Linked DNA regions of Bicyclus anynana: region 1 is linked to region 2. A link is a contact called in public Hi-C data. All regions are on one chromosome and are shown on one strand. The core of a region is the stretch at or near the end of the contact, and the rest is flanking DNA. Distances in the headings are between cores, read along the strand shown. Region 1 overlaps LOC112047039 (CHH-like protein). Region 2 overlaps LOC112047039 (CHH-like protein).

The links. Hi-C and Micro-C count contacts between places; a contact is called where the count stands out from the background.
Region 1: a Hi-C map of whole larva shows a contact between it and region 2, with 2.4 times the contacts expected there. The contact joins two enhancer-like sites. A contact is called at or near these places in 2 of 2 Hi-C or Micro-C datasets (whole body and whole larva).

The regions. Positions count from the first base shown.
Region 1 is chr20:2,016,874-2,021,847 of ilBicAnyn1.1, forward strand. All of the region lies in intron 1 of LOC112047039 (CHH-like protein), which reads left to right. Among protein-coding and RNA genes, the nearest start is that of LOC112047048, 34 kb to the right of the region's middle. Within about 2 kb of position 1,953, at least 8 of the 8 cell types and tissues checked have open chromatin away from gene starts, as enhancers often do.
Region 2 is chr20:1,948,222-1,952,896 of ilBicAnyn1.1, forward strand. All of the region lies in intron 1 of LOC112047039 (CHH-like protein), which reads left to right. Among protein-coding and RNA genes, the nearest start is that of LOC112047038, 11 kb to the left of the region's middle. Within about 2 kb of position 1,665, at least 8 of the 8 cell types and tissues checked have open chromatin away from gene starts, as enhancers often do.

The sequences.
Region 1 (4,974 bases), core at 703-3,202, 69 kb after region 2:
GACACACCTTATAAAACCTTTGATACAGTATCTACTTATAGCCATATTAAGTACATAAACATGTTTTTATAACTCAACAGTTTGAGTTTTGAATTTGTCTCCACGAGTAGGTATCTCTCTCTGGCTGTATTTGATATCGCGTTAGTGTTAAAATTCAAGACTCACAAAGTCGAGTTATAAAAATGTAGATACAGTACTCCTCTACTTTTTCTGGTCCTTGACTTCACGTGTTCGACTTTCAGATTAAAGTTTGTTTGAACTTTATCTTCAATTATGAGTCAAATTCCTTTGTTTCACTATACACTATTTAACTACAATAAATTGTTTTGTTAAGAAGCTTTGGTAATGAACGCGAATCTGTACGAAAAGGTTTCTGAATCTATACAAGCGTTATAGAAGGTGGTAGGTAAGAGAGTAATTCTTTGAAGCATATAACGAATATCATTTATTTTAGGAACACCTAATAACAAAATAAATGGTTTCAATCAATAACAAAGAAATAACGACTGTTTATCATCAATTAAATAAGTATGTAACAATTTCGATAACTAAATTACAATACGCAAAGTGAAATGGGGAGGGCACATAGTTCGAAGAACCGATGGACGTTGGGGTCCCAAGCTGCTGGAACAGCGACTCCCACCGGATAGCGCAGTATTTCTCGACCCCCTTCTAGGTGGACTGAGTATATCAAACGGGTTGCAGGGAGCCACTGGATGCTGGCGGCTCGAGACCGTTGTGTTTGGAAGTCCATGCAAGAGGCCTATGTCCAGCAGTGGACGTCCATCGGCTGTTAATGATGATGATGATGATGATGATGATGATGATGATGATGAAATTACAATAAATGTAGAGGTGTAGGTGGTAGTGCTTAGAAAAGCCGACAAGCGCTTACGAGCAAAAATAAAAAAATCTTTGTATTAATTTCATGTAAATAAATGATTAAATAATAATTCCAAAAGTATATTCATCAAACGCGGCGCTATATACGGTTTTACAAAAAGAAATTCCTATTCCCTGCATTCATTTCTTACGCATTTCTTGAGAAATATAAAAAAAAATAGAACGATCCAAATAGTCCCGGCAAGTCGGCGATGATCAAAGTGTAAATGCTACCACACGCATAACGAATGACACTGTTATTAGTGACAAGTACCCTCAGAAACAAGGTATCTGGACTAGGATAAACGCAGCTGTGCAATTATAGACCGCATTCTTAAAAAAAACTGCGTAAACTTTTTATAAAATAGCTGGGCTGGACGCATTTCATTTGCTGCTGGGTTAGGGCTGACAACAAACTTGAAATGATATTAATTTACTTTTTTCTGAAGTTTTTTTTTTATTTTTATATAAAGAATAACGTGGACATACTATCGGGCTTAATTAAAAAGATCAAGGAGGTGTTAACTTTCACTCCATCATAGCGAAAAACTCGTGTTAAGGGGTAAAACTGTGGTGCTAACATGCGACCAACAAGATTAATTCGTGGACAGAAATAGACAAAATAAATCCAATGGCGGCGCAACCGGAAATACCGTTATCTCTTTCATTGCGTGGGTACGAAAGCGATACAACAATGTTGAAAACATTGTCTTTTTTTGCCTATTTCTCTTCATAGTCGCAAGACTTTCTGAAGCTACAAATAGTGTAATTAATCTAACTGATTTATATGAAAACTTTTTTAACTACATCCCCATCCCCGGATGATATGGTTTTCCACCACTACGCTTCACTATTTAGCTGGTTCTAATAAACTGGATGTAGTAAACAATTATAGATATTTAAATAATAAACTTAGTTTTTTTTATAAACACCAAGATACCGAGACTAACAGTACGTAGTACAAAAAACGGAACCCTTATTTATTAGGTGTAGATCTTCCATTATTGTCAGCCCTACAGGTATCTTGGGTGGCAGCCGAGCAGTCTAGCGTCTGCTCGACGCGTCAGTGTGCGTGCGGTGCGGGTGTGTGCGCGCGTGGGAGCCACGCACACAGGCACACGTCTGTATGATGTATATAGCCTTCAATGCACCGCCTTCGATACTTAGTTAAAGATCTTACTTCTTAGTTATAACTTATAGATGCAGTTTGTTCATCTATATTCTACATAAACTACAAGTAGAACCTCGCAGTTTCACCCGCGTTTTTCCCATTCCCTTGCGAATATGGTGATAAAATATAGCCTATGTTCCACTCTGATAATGTAAGTTTCAAATCGATCCAATAGTTTTTGAGTTAATTACCTAGTTACATACAAATGCAAATCTTTCCTTTTTATAATATTACTATTTTATCTATACCCTAAGTACCAAATATTATAAAAACATACGCGAATGTGAGTTTATTTGTTTGTTTGTCACACTTTCACGTATAAACCACTGAACCCATTAAAAATTCCTTCACCAAAGAACAGGTACAATATATTTTTAAACTCTCGTATTCTCACGGCAAAGTCTGAAAACGCCAACCAACCCAGTCAAAATATACTCAGAGCCACAATTATCAGCCCACTTTAGCATGACGCGAGTATATTAAAGTGGGCGGATAATAAAAAATAATGGATTGACTATACCTACTTCTAAAGGCAACTTTTTAAAAAGTTTAAAAACTGACTATATAGAACATAACATTAATATTAAGCTCTAGTACTAAAATATAAAAAAAAATTAAGTTCAATGACTTATAAAATCACAGTCAAATGAAATCAAGATACAATATTTTAAAGCTTGTTGCTAAACGGCTAGAAAAGCTGTTGTAGTAGGTACGTACTTATAAGTAAATAACACCGGCTTTATATTTACCGGCCGCTATCATCAGATTACAGACATCCAATTGTGATATCATTTAGTAGGTTTCAATCGATTTTATTGTGGTAAGCATCTTAACTCTTTTCTAGGGTTCCGTACGTTCATTAGATAGCTTAGGGCACAAGCTATACTTGGTATATGAAAAAAGATCTTGCCCTTAGATGAGCACTAGAGGCGTAGTGCAACGAAGCATCGGCGAGTTTAAATTAGGTCTCGAAACCTGCCAAAGGTTTTAGTGGTACTTAAGTCCCACATAACACGTCTTGTCCCCCAGTCGGGTTACAAAGAGATTCACCCCCAAGAAAAAGGTTGCGTACGTCAAAACGCAAGAACATTATAAGCTCAGTTTGTTGTCCGTCTATCTGTCTGCAAAGGCCTTTTACTTCGGGAATGCGTGGTGATATCTAAAAGAAACTTAAACCGTATAGGTATTCAGGTCTACGGTCCCCTGAAATTGTTTAAAATTAAAGTTGTAACTTTTCGCAATATAAAGACACGGCTGTTTCTTTAGAAAAATGCATATTTCAACACTCTCGAGGGAATCAAAACTTCCCGTTGATTATAGCTATAAAAATTGTGGTAAAATGGTTATAGACATTAATACAAAAATATGCTCAAAAGTTACGTAATTAAATCCCAAAAAAGGTTGTCTAAAATTCGGGAAAAGTTCCTGAAAATATAATATGATATAGCTAGAGATAATCATTTATATTTTTAGAGTTTTAACGACAATATAATATAACATTGTTTTTTTTTAATTTAATTATTTAAGTTTTTATTAGTGTAGTCGAGTTCCCGAGCGGTGAATACCCGTGCCGCTTCACAACTAACGAAACAAGGCATCTATTCAACTCGTCAGTCCGTACACAACGAGCGCCTTGTGTTCCGTACATATGCTTTTGATTTAAGTTCTTCTCTCGCATTGATGGGTAAATGATTATCTCTAGCCATATCCAGTACCATGCACTTCATAGATGCAAAAATCCACTGCGTACCCCTTGTGCTAATTACGAACCAGTAGAAAGAATTTTTCATTTTGAATTTTATACGCGTAATGCCTACCCTAGTTAAATATCTTGCGCACGCCACTGGCCATATCATATTACTAGAGGACGTTTACGTTACGCGACGGTAACAGTATCAAACTGCCACTAGGCCCTCTGTTCTGTCATACATGATTTTTGCGAAACTTTAACCGTGTACGCAACGCACGCAGCGTAAGCTCTTTATAGGAAAATATATCCAGTTTTTGAAACATTCTTCATTGGCGCTCCGCTCCTATTGGCCTTAGCGTGATAGTACATAGCCTTCCTCAATAAATGGGCTATCTAACACTGAAATATTTTTTTAAATCGAACCAGTAGTCCCTGAGATTAGCGCAGTCCAGCAAACAAACGAACTTTTCAGCTAGTAGGTATACATATACAATAAGACGAGCTGATTCTCATCATATTATACCTATACGAGTAATTATCTAACCTGTACTAAGTTGTTGCTATTTATAGAGTAATGAGCAGGTAGCGGGTAGCGGGTAGCGACCAGGTGGCGCAGCGTTTGTCAGGTGTTCGAGCGGGCGGAGTCGTCGGACCGGATTAGGGAACACCTACCGAGTCGCACAGACTAAATAAACTACAGAAGCTTTTCTAATTAAATTATTATTATTTTTTTAATTATACGACATCATCATTATTATCAGGGTTAGGTCAATAGTCCACCACGCTGGCCCAATGCGGATTGGCAGACTTCACACACGCAGATAGTTAAGAAAATTCTCTGGTATGCAGGTTTCTTTACGATGATTTTCCTTCATCGTTTGAGACACGGCATTTAATTTCTGAATATGCACACAACTGAAAAGTTGGAGGTGCATGCCCCGGACCGGATTCGAACCCACACCTTCCGGAATCGGAGGAAGAGGTCAATTATATGACATACATATTTTTAATATTTGTTTAATTTTACAATAATATTAAAACTACGTACCTATTACGAGTACGTACTTACAGGTATTATATTAACTACATATTACGAGTATAAAAATAAAAAAGGAAATATAACAAATTTAATTTATTATGAAACAAGGCTAACGTTTGGATCACGAAACACGTTTGGTTCGCACCGCGTTGCTACAACCAGTTCATGACTAAGGACCGCGTATGGGTTCAA
Region 2 (4,675 bases), core at 415-2,914:
TTCGGCTTCTGTGCTTCGAAACGATACGTGCTGTAACACGGAGAGCCCGTCGACTCCAGACCTTCGTCATTTTATAAAAGTTAAAAGTTTGTCAGCTCAGGGCTCTTAGTCTATTTCGATTTGTGCACCTTCAAGGCAAGAGTGAATAGGCATCTTCTAGGCAAGCGCGTTTAAACCTAGACCTTATAGCTTTCCACCAGGCATGATTATAATCAAGCGCAAGTCTATTCTGATATAAAAGAAAAAAAAGTTACCTACAAAGTTATTCCAATGCCCCGCATTAGTGGGCTTAGTGTCATAACTAAGCTAATGCGGGTCATTGGAGCAGTGGTTGGTCAATGTTCCAAAAAATTTTTTACTTATAAGTAAAGCTCTGCCAGTAGGTCATTAAACGTAGCCTATTACATGTACATAACTACTATACATTTTTGTGATCATTTAAGTGTTTTTAGATATTTATTTTTTTCATCATCATCATCATGTAAGCCGATGGACGTCCACTGCAGGACATAGGCCTTTTGTAGGGACTTCCAAACATCACGATACTGAGCCACCTGTATCCAGCGAATTCCTGCGACTCGCTTGATGTCGTCAGTCCACCAGATGGGGGTCTAACAACACTGCGCTTTGTAGTGCGTGGTCGCCATTCCAGCAACTTGGGAACTCACCGTTCATGGGCTCTTCGAACTATGTGCTTCCCGCATTTTGATTTTAAGTTTAGGTATATGTAAGAACTTTCTTAAAAAGGATACATACCTAATACACAGTACATTATTATTATTATTTAAACCATATTATTATTTCAATTAAAAAATAAAACCTAACATAAACTAGCGCTTAGCGGGTATTCCACGCGGGTGAAACTACACTCCTGGTAAGAAGATACCCACTACAAGTTGCTCTCAAGATCTCGTTCAGCCTAATGACCTTGTATAGTTGCATGCCAGTGGGGGTGCGTTAGACAATAAATCTATTTCCATTGCGCACGTCAAACGCAGCACAAACACTTTTATGACTCCAAATTCCGCGATGTACAAATTCCTGAGCGATGTTTACTAATTATAATTAAGCTATTTTTATGTAACGCACCGTTTTAGTTCCCGAGTGTGGAATGTCGTGCCAAGTCCGAAGTTATAACGAGTTAAGTATCGTGTGCATGTAATTTTTAACCGACTTCCAAAGAGGAGGACTTCCAAAAATCGAAATCTAAATTAATTTATGTTATGTACTTAGGCTTAGCTTACATTAATTTTTGAAATAATAATAATAGTTTATTTAGAGGTAGTTGGTAGTTTATTTGACGGCCTCCGTGGCGCAGTGGTTTGCGCGGTGGATTTACAAAACGGAGGTCCTGGGTTCGATACCTGGCTGGACAGATTGAGATTTTCTTAATTTGTCCAGGTCTGGCTGGTGGGAGGCTTCGGCGGTGGCTAGTTACCACCCTACCATGTGGGCCATCTATATAACCACGAAGCACTGGTTTCTTTATTAACGCGGTGTCTTTAGGATTCCACTTATTTTTCAAAATAATTTTCCCGATGATGACTTACAAGCTACCTGATCATTCTTATATTTGTTTGAGTACCAACAAGCTTTGTACGAAGTGCTACTATGTACCTCGCTGTTTACCTTCATTGGAAAATTTACACCGCACGCATTAAAAGAGGAACATTCCATCTGTTAAGTTTACATAGCTGGTTGTTAATGTAATCTTTGGTGCGTAGATAGGTATAATGCGTCAATGGAAAGCTAACAAGAGAAATTGATAGTGTAATTCGTGGAATGTGCGTGAAGACGGGCAGACAGCGCGTCTACTCCGATGCCCTCGATAGCTTCAAGCGATTATGACCTTTATTCGTGATGATTATAGAATTAATTTTCGTTAATGTTGAAGTGAATGAAACGTTTGTCATATTATTTGTTCGGAGGCATGTTTACTTTAAAAGTTCCATGTAAAACGCGTGGGTCCGAACATCAATTACATTGGTTCATGGAATACGTTAACTTGTATCGCACGTAACGGGAGGGATTCGATAAAAAAACTAACTGACTGTTTATATATACGTACAGATTGTACAAAATAAATAATTGCTTTTCCAATACAGCTCCCCTAGCCAAGTGGCACGTCGATTCTCTTTCTACGATCGCTAACGCTTTGAAAACTAGAATAATGTATGGGAATGACAGATCTTGATCACGTGAACTGTCGATAGCTAATGTCATTCCTATACATCTTTCTAGTTTTCGAAGCGTTAGCGAAAATTAAAAATGTATGGGAATGACATTGACTATCGACAGGTCACGTGATCAAGTAGTCGATCGCATCTGTCATTCACATAAGTTTTGTTAGTTTTCGAAGCGTTAGCCTTTGTAAAAAGAGAATCGACGTGCCACACGGCTAAGGTCCCCGATCCATTTCAAGTTCAATCATCTATGTATTCCACAAATCGTTTCCGTATCGTGTGGTGTAACTACCCCCTATAGTCAAACGGCGCCCTATACGTACATTTTTCCCTAATACCAGTAAGCGATAATTAAGCCAAGGTGTTAATTATATAAATTAGTTTAGTATCGCACGATACTGAGAAGAATGAGTGTAAGAAATAATGCCTCTATAACTTCGCGATTAACCGGTCGGACTCCAAACTAAAAGGATTTGGTTCCTAAAAGGCTTTTTTTCTTTTTTCTACAAGTTAGCCCTTAATGTAGTTAATCTCACCTGATGGTAAGTGATGATGCAATCTAAGATGAAAGCGGGCTAACTTGTTAGGAGTAGGGTGAAATCCACACTCCTTTCGGTTTCTACATGATATCGTACCGGAACACTAAATCGCTTGGAGGTACGTCTTTGTCGGTAGGGTAACTAGCCACGGCTGAAACCTCCCACCAGCCAAAATAAAGGTTGGATCCCTGCCGAGATCAATTATTGTCGTATACAACGTGCTTCGGTCTTGAATGAAGGTTTGGCTAATAGTCCACTACGCAAACCTAATGCGGATTGGTGAAAATTAAGAAAATTCTCAAGTACGTAGGTTTCCTCACGATGTTTATTACTATTTAATCAACCGATTTTACAAATTCTTTCACCATTACAATCACAACATCTTCACCGAGTGATTTAGGCTGTATTTTATACTGTAATTTAGGCTGTATTTTATCTCCGTACCCATGGCAACGGGTACGACGCGGGTCAAACCGCGCGGCGTATGTTACTTGTAGTTATACGTACTACCGGACGCCTGCGACTTCTTCCGCGTGGAAATCAGTGAAAACTTTCAACCCCTATTTCATCACTTTAGGGCTTGAATTTTAAAAATTCTTGAATCACACTATATTTAATATTTTTTTTTATGATTTAAGAGCAAATTTTTAAAACTGTAACTCTAAAATGAAGGACTTTTCATACAATCTTTCAACCCCATTTCTTATTTTATTTTCGCAATAAAAAGCATCCTATAACGTTTTTCATATTATGGTCTCAAAACGAGTAAAAGTTTTATTTGAATTAATTCAGTAGTTTCAGCGTGATGCTCGAATAACAAAAAAACACGGACAGACAGACAGACAAAAAATCAAATCGAAGTAAAATCTCAAATTGTGAATTAATGTTTGTAATTTGACCAGTTTTATTTTTTTTTCTACGCGAGTGTTATAAACCCTTATTTTGCAACCGATTAAAATACAATTAATCTTTTTTTGCGTCACTCAATAATTTTCTTACTTATCACGATGACAAGATTGTTTCCATTAAACGTTTTACTGGTAACTGTAACCTATTTAATAACTGAGTTTGTATTAAATATATGACTCATACGGATGTGGGAGGTTTATCTATAAGCTACGAGAAATCTAATCCATGTGTATTCTTTTGCACAGTAGTTGCTTTATTAACATTCGTTAGACTGTTTTCTATCCTTTTTTATGTTGGATACCAGGGGCAATGGTTCCTAACAACCTGATTTCTATCGGGTTACCTTTTAAAAATCCAACTCGTTCAACGGCGAAGGAAAAACATCGTGAGGAAACCTGCAAACCAGAGAGTTTTCTTAATCTGCCATTGGGCCAGCGTGGTGGACTATTGGCCTAATCCTTCTCATTCTGAGAGGAGTCTCGAGCTCAACAGTGAGCCGAATATTTGTTGATGATGATGAATAGTTTGATTAAAATAAGTGTTCTTAATTGTTACCCACGAGCCAATATAAAACGCATAGTATCTCGATAAAACCGCTTCTATGACATCGATTTAAAAAAAAAACATTTCGCGGTAATCCCAATTGTTTATCAAAGAGGAAGTTCGAATCCATTTCTCGATGATGACGTCAAGAGATTTATGTGTAAAAGATAAAAGTCTCTCATATCGACACACAGATACAACGATCCCTCATGTCCCGGTTGGGCGCCATGTTTTTTTAATACACTTTTTTTTTATTTTTTTCACCGATTCAGAGAACGGCGGCGCGCCCAGACGCTGACGTAGCCCTTCCGAGCGGTGGACCGAAAAAAAAAACAATTTCTCAAAATTATTACGTTTCCACTCAACGTCGAGGAGTAAGATCTCGAAATTACATGACGAAGTTGCTTTATTCTTGGGCCCAGGAACAAAATATTGATTCAATAGCTGACGCGCGGTTTCACCCGCGTGGTTCTCGTTCACGTAGGAGTACGGGGATAATAT